Linked DNA regions of Sus scrofa: region 2 is linked to region 1. The links are chromatin contacts, called in public Hi-C maps. All regions are on one chromosome and are shown on one strand. Each heading gives the region's core, a stretch centred on a gene start, on an enhancer-like site or on the middle of the called end of the contact. The rest is flanking DNA. Distances are from core to core; before and after follow the strand shown.

The links. A called contact is a pair of places that touch in the nucleus more often than the background predicts.
Region 2: a Hi-C map of liver shows a contact between it and region 1, with 1.7 times the contacts expected there. The contact joins the enhancer-like site here to the promoter of LIMCH1 in region 1. A contact is called at or near these places in 1 of 5 promoter capture datasets (liver), 4 of 47 Hi-C or Micro-C datasets (fetal heart ventricle, liver and psoas muscle) and 1 of 2 datasets of contacts at active chromatin or transcription factors (skeletal muscle).

Annotation. Positions count from the first base shown.
Region 1 is chr8:32,431,724-32,434,839 of Sscrofa11.1, reverse strand. LIMCH1 (LIM and calponin homology domains-containing protein 1) reads right to left here and starts at 1,805. Exons shown (of 35, transcript XM_021101157.1): 1 at 1,303-1,805. The coding sequence starts at 1,398.
Region 2 is chr8:32,506,309-32,509,371 of Sscrofa11.1, reverse strand. The region is part of intron 1 of LIMCH1 (LIM and calponin homology domains-containing protein 1); the gene reads right to left. Among named protein-coding and RNA genes, the nearest start is that of LIMCH1, 75 kb to the right of the region's middle. Within about 2 kb of position 1,416, at least 9 of the 83 cell types and tissues checked have an H3K27ac peak or open chromatin away from gene starts, as enhancers often do. A contact at or near this core is called in liver, where this site is marked.

The DNA of each region.
Region 1 (3,116 bases), core at 556-3,055:
TTCTTCTGTGTCTTTAGCCCTATTTTAAAATAGGTCTTTCTAAACTCTGCCTAGCACTCTTGTTTGCATGAAGCAGATTAACCCTGTAAGGTGCAGGCCTCTGGCTGGCCCGTCAGAGCACCATTGAATGAGGGTGGTTTCCGCAGACAGCTCAGCAGATTTAAATCTGTACCATCTAGCTCTGTTACTCCAGCAGCATCAAGATGTGAGGTGCCACACGGAGTGTCAGTTAAGTGACAAGTCTGAGTACTAACATGCTTCACCGTTGCTAGATCATGACTTAGCCGTACATCTCTTCCTTTAAACTACCAGGGAGGGAGAGCAGCTTGTCCCTGAGGAAAGAGGGCCAAAATGCACCTTCCGCTGAGCCTCAAGAAAGGCCGCCCGCGGAAACAGAGGCTCACTGCACAGGTCACAGGGGGTCACCTTTCCCCCTCGCGCCCCGCAAGAGTCCTGACCCCCGCAGACACGTCTTTTCAGGGGCACAGGACCACCAAGCTGCATTTACAGATAGACATCGAGAATCAGGATCGCCCAGGGATCGCTTCCTGGACTGAGCCGAGAGCTCCAGTGATTTCCCTAGCCTGCCACCGAGTCATTTAAGAAGTAAAATATGCCAACGGGGCCCGGTACTCGGCCCCTGCGAGCCCGCCCCACCGCCTCTCGGATGGAGTAGGGGCTGCCGATGTTTGGTCTGCGCGGATGGCGCTTTCGCAGGTGGGTCTAGCAGGCTCCCCGGCCCTCTGTGCTATGCCAGCCTCACACCTGACCCAGTGCCAAGAATACAGCCCGAGGGTCCAGTGGGTACGCGCTTCCGTGGTGATATACACAGCTCTGCTTCCCAAGGGCAGGGAGGGGGCACCAACCGGCAGAATAGGACGTGGAGCAGGCCCTCTCCCCCGCCCCCCGCCAAATGCGGCCTCGGCAAGGACTCCGGAGGCTCTCGCTTAATGCGCCTTTGCGGCGCTTGGGCTCGCACTGCGCTTCCCGTGGCAGCGCCTGGAAGCGGCAGGAGCTGAGATTTGCGCTGCTGGCGGGCAGGAGGGATGGAGGCGCAGAGGACCGCTTCCTGCCCCCTACATGCACAGCGAGCGCAGTGTCCCCACTTCGCGCCCACCCTCACCCAAGTCGCCAGTACCAAAGCGTCAGAGAATCACAGCTCGCTCGAGGCCCTGGCGGGTGACCTGGCGCAGCTGGCAAAAGAAAGTGGGGGGAGGCGAGGCTCGACCTGTCGTCCGTGTGTGCGCGGGTCAGGGGCTCCGGGCGCCCCTGCAAGGCCGCCCGCCAGCCGCGGGCACCTACCTCGATCCACTTCTGCGCCTCGGAGAAGGCGGGCTCGGGGGGCGGCTCGGGCTGCAAGGGCTGAAGAGCTTCCAGACCGAGAGCGGGACAAGCCATTTGCGAAGCCCCGCGTCCACTCGAGCGCTGGGCCGCCGGGATGAGGACGGCCGCCGCCGCCGCTGCCGCCGCAGGAGCGCGCTCCCCGCCCCTTCCCGCCCGCCCGTTCTCCGGCTCTCCTCCCCCGCCGGCCCCTCCTCCGCTCGGCGCAGGTCCCCGCGGAGAGCCGCGCTGCCGCCGAGGACGCCGCCGCAGCTGTTCCCAGAGCCGCCCGGCTCGGCCGCGCCGCGAGTCCCCGCGGGAGCGAGCGCCGAGGCGCCGGGAGCTCCCTCTACCCCCACCTCCGCTCCGCCCCCCGCCCCGGGCGGGGTGTCAGCCACCGGCTAAAAATAACCGAGAGTGAGCACTGGGTGTCTCCCTCCCTGCCCACGACGCGACCGGGACAGGGACTCGGGCCAGCCGCCCCGCGCACGTCCCCGCGCCGGGCTGTCCCGGGAGAGGCGAGCGAGCCCGGCGCACGCGTCCCTGGGGAGCTAGTGCTGCCGCAGCAGGACAGTGGCCGCCCGCACCTGCAGTCCCCTCCCACTACGCGCCGCAGCAGCGGCAGTGGTGGCAAGAGGGGCAGCCCTCTAACCTGGTGCCAGGGATGTTCAATCGCCTGATCTTTTTGGAAGGGGGAAAACAAAAAAGATAAGCGACCTTTATGAGCCTTTTTCTCTCCAGGCACGCTACCTGTGTCCCCGTCTGTTGATTAATTTAACTCATCATTTTTGTGCACCTACTGTGTGCCAGGCACTGAAGTAGTCGCTGGGGACCCAGGGATGACAGAAAGAAAGAACGAGAGGGAGGGAGGACTCCAGGACCTAGCCCTCAAAATAATTATATTCTAGAGAAAATGGGGTCAAACAAAAGAAGGTAATTGTGGAGAGTGATGCTAAGAAGGTAAAAGCAGAGAAGAGAAATTATGACCTGGGAAGAGAACATTGGCTAGCTTCAAATAGTCTCTCCACCTTCACGGTGGGAGGGACCTGGGAGCCCAAGTTCCCTTCAACGGAAGGAGGCAGGAGGTCTGCAGGCTGGAGGAGAGGGAAGTGGGGATATTTATGCCCCCTCTTACTGCAAAAGGCTGGAGGATTTGGCTGCACCGCTCCAGTGAAGGCTGCAGTTTGTGTTCTCTGAGGTGCTCTGTCGCCTCTTGTCCTACGGCGGCGTGTCCCCAGGCCCAGTGGTAGCAAAGGCATCCCCATCCCATGTTGATTTTTGGCCTGCCCACTTCCTGCTAGTGGTCTCTTCATAAACTCTCCTCAGGCACCCCCAAATGAGCCTGCCTTCTGTTTTGCATGAGAGCCCAACTGATGATCAAGAAAGGTTTTTCTGACAACATGACGTGGTGAGGTGACAGGAAGGAGAAAGAAAGATGTTAACGATGCAAAAATCTGGAGAAACATTTCCAGATGGGTATAAAGGCCTTCAGGTAGAAATGAGCTTGGTGCAGGTCATGGAATCCACAGAAGGCCAGTGTGACAGGGATGACAGGCCCGATTGGGAGGGGGGAAGGCCACCCCGCAGTGGACAGGGCAAGAAGTCCGTGGGTGCCTCAGCAGCTAAGTCTCTCTTCCTGTTCAGAGTCCAAGTTTAGCCTTTGTCTAATTCTGCTGCTATAATAAGGGGATAGAACAAAAAACAGGCCTGAAATTCCACTATTACTGGCTTTGGAGTCAGACAGCCTTCAGTTTATTTACTTTTAAAACACTTATATGGCACTTGAATTGTGCCAG
Region 2 (3,063 bases), core at 167-2,666, 75 kb before region 1:
GGTCCTTGGATTTCTGGAGTTGCAATGAACCTAAAAGACTGTCATCTTTTACACATGGGGAGGTTAAGCGACTTGCTTGAGGTCGCACACCTGAATAGCTAGAAGCCGCTTAGTGTCTCCAGATAGTCACCTTATTGTCTACCTTTTTTTTATTTTTCATTTTTATTGTTGTTGTTGTTTGGCATTTTAGGGCTGCACCTGCAGCATGTGGAAGTTCCCAGGCTAGGGGTCGAATTGGAGCTGCATCTGCAGTCTACACCATAGCTCGTGGCAATGCCAGATCCTTAACCCACTGAGCAAGGCCAGGGATGGAACCCACCACCTCATGGATCCCAGTCGGGTTCGTTAGCCACTGAGCCACAAAGGGAACTCCCTATTGTCTACCTTTGGCTCCTCAATTACTGGCTGTCTCTGCCACTTTTATTCCCGCCAATTATCTCTTATTTGAAATCAATCCCCTCCCCTGGAGTTCTTGACGCCAATTTGTCCTGGCATTATCCCACCTCCAGTTCTTTTTACTTTCTCTAAGAAACACAGTTACTAAGTGTCAGGCTCTGTTCTAAGTGCCTAAGACATGCTAAGTCCTTCAATCACTATAATATGGCCTGAGGACTATTACCTGCGCTCCCATTACCCTGCTAGGGCATGGAGGCTAAGGGACTTGCCCAAGGTCCTCTTTTGGGAAGAGGCAGAGCCAAGATTCAAGGCCTCAGAATTCTGTTCTTTACCGCTCCTCCACGCTGTCTCCCCCACTGCTGTGTCCCCTTCCCTCCCAAAGGTTAGAAAGTCAGCAGTCCCCCTGCCCCATCAAGAGGTCACCTTTGAGAATCTCAATTTCAGAGCAATCTAGCCATGGAGCTGTTAAGACCACCCAAGGAAAACGGCTTATTATCCCCCTGCACACATTTCAGAGAGATTTTTTTTCTAACTGCTGAACACACGGGAAGGTGGGGGGTGGGGTGGAACCCAACAGTAAACTATTCTTTTTTTCCAAAGGGACTCACCATTTGGTGGGTAAACAAGGTGAGAAAACAGAGCTAAGCCCCAAGGACTAGACAATGTGGTCTGAGTTAAAGATAAAGCCAAACTTGCACTGAATTCATCAGGAATGATTGATTGAAACTTAACTGGGGAACTCATTTGTTTGTACAGTCTAAAGAAGGAAGGAGTCCTGTTTTGGTAAGATAGCCCTAAGTCTGGCTTCTGTTTTATTTTTGCTATGTATTTTTGTACCTTGGGGGGTGGTGGTGGTATGAGCAGGAGTGCAAAGGTCTTCTGGCAAAAAACTCCTTTGTTAAAATCCAGAAAAACAAACAACCAGCATCAATGTTTTGGAACAGCCCACAGCTGCCCTGCTTTCAAACATTTTACCTTCCACTTATTTAAGGAAATGAGCACACAAAGGCTTCCAGAATTGGGTCTGACCCCGAGGAGGTCACTGCACCGGACCCACTGAGTTCTTGCACAAGACAGGGAGAGGGCAGCAGGGGAGGAGGGAGGAAATGGCCAGGCAGACTGATAAATACAAAAATGCTCACTCTCTTGACCCTCGGGCAGGAGGAAAACAAAATCCATCATGTGTGAGCTGGCAAAGGAAGCTTTACTTTGAGGACAAAATCCATGCAGTACTTAAAATGCCCATGACAGGGCCTTCCCGTGAGTCCGGAGAAATGAATAGCGCAGACAGGAAGACCCCAGACAGTTCATGGTAGAAAGAGGAAAAGAGCAGGAGGGGCAATGGAAAGGCTCCAAAGATTCCAATGATCTCAAGCCATCAGTGTCAAAACCTCTCTCTCCCCAAACTGTCCAAGAAAGGCTCAGATGTAAAATAAATGAGGTCTGGCCCCTTTCTTTGATGCTCAATCGGAAGCTCGAGGTATCAAAACTCATTCATCCATTGATTCCCCCAGTGTGAACGGCACTCCGCTTTCTGTGCCCGGGAACTGGGCGAGGCATTGGGGGCGGAGCCTGACTCGCCACATCTTCATGAGAGGTGCGAGCTCATTGGAATGTCATAGAAAACATCAGGCAGGTGTGCTTTTGTGTACCAAGAGTATAGGTGGATGCAATTTGTAACCCAGCATCCTACCTGCAATGATGATTTTAGATGAAAGGGAAGCCAACAATTGCTCAATAACTGTGAACTGTACCTGGGAGGGCTGAGATGGTCCCTTATTTCAACAAGGCTGAAGGAGTTTGTTTACAAAGACCTGTCAAACTGCACTCAGGAATGGGCTGGCTCTCTTAAGCAATGATGTTTCTGTGCCAACTCCAAGTCTAAAGGGGACAGCCCCTGCCAGGAAATGACAATTCTGTGTGGCGCCAACTGCAGTACATATTAGATCCTTTGCACCAAGAAAACAACCCTTTCCAAACCTCTCCTCCACTGTAGAAGGCAGTCATATGTAGGGAACCTTCAAAAGACTGAGTTACCAGAATTACTCTAAGCAGGTAATATTTCTAAAGTAAAATGACCAGGATATGGTTATGATTCATAAATTTCACTAACATCTCCTGTGAAACATCAATATGAAATACATCTTTCGCTATTACACAGAAGAATGTAGAAAAACCCTTTTTATATGCATACCATAAAAAGACCTCAGACTCACCTGGAATTTTATAGGAATCTTTTCACTCTCTCAGATTTCATAGTTAGGCGCGGTTTCAGATCGAAACTATTCACATGGACATAAATGTTCCTAAAAACAGCAGCACCTCAGACATCCAGCTCTCAGCTGTCTACAAACCCCCATTCTCTGAAACAGCCATGAAACTAGACATTTAAGTGTCTGCATATGTGGCAGAATCCCAGAAAAGCCTGTGACATGACGAATGGGTAAAAAAAGGCAGTGTGCTTGGTAGGTAACTGTTTTTTGAGTTTGGCAATTGGTGGTCCAAGCCAGTGTCCCATGGACAACCAGTCTTCAGGATGAAGAACTCGAAGTCAATATAATTGGTTTAAAAACAGCAGGTAACAGAGGTAGCAGGTAACAGAAATAGAGATAGGGTGGTAGGAAAGAGATCCCCAGAGAGTAATGAAAATGAGGGTAGAAACTGTGC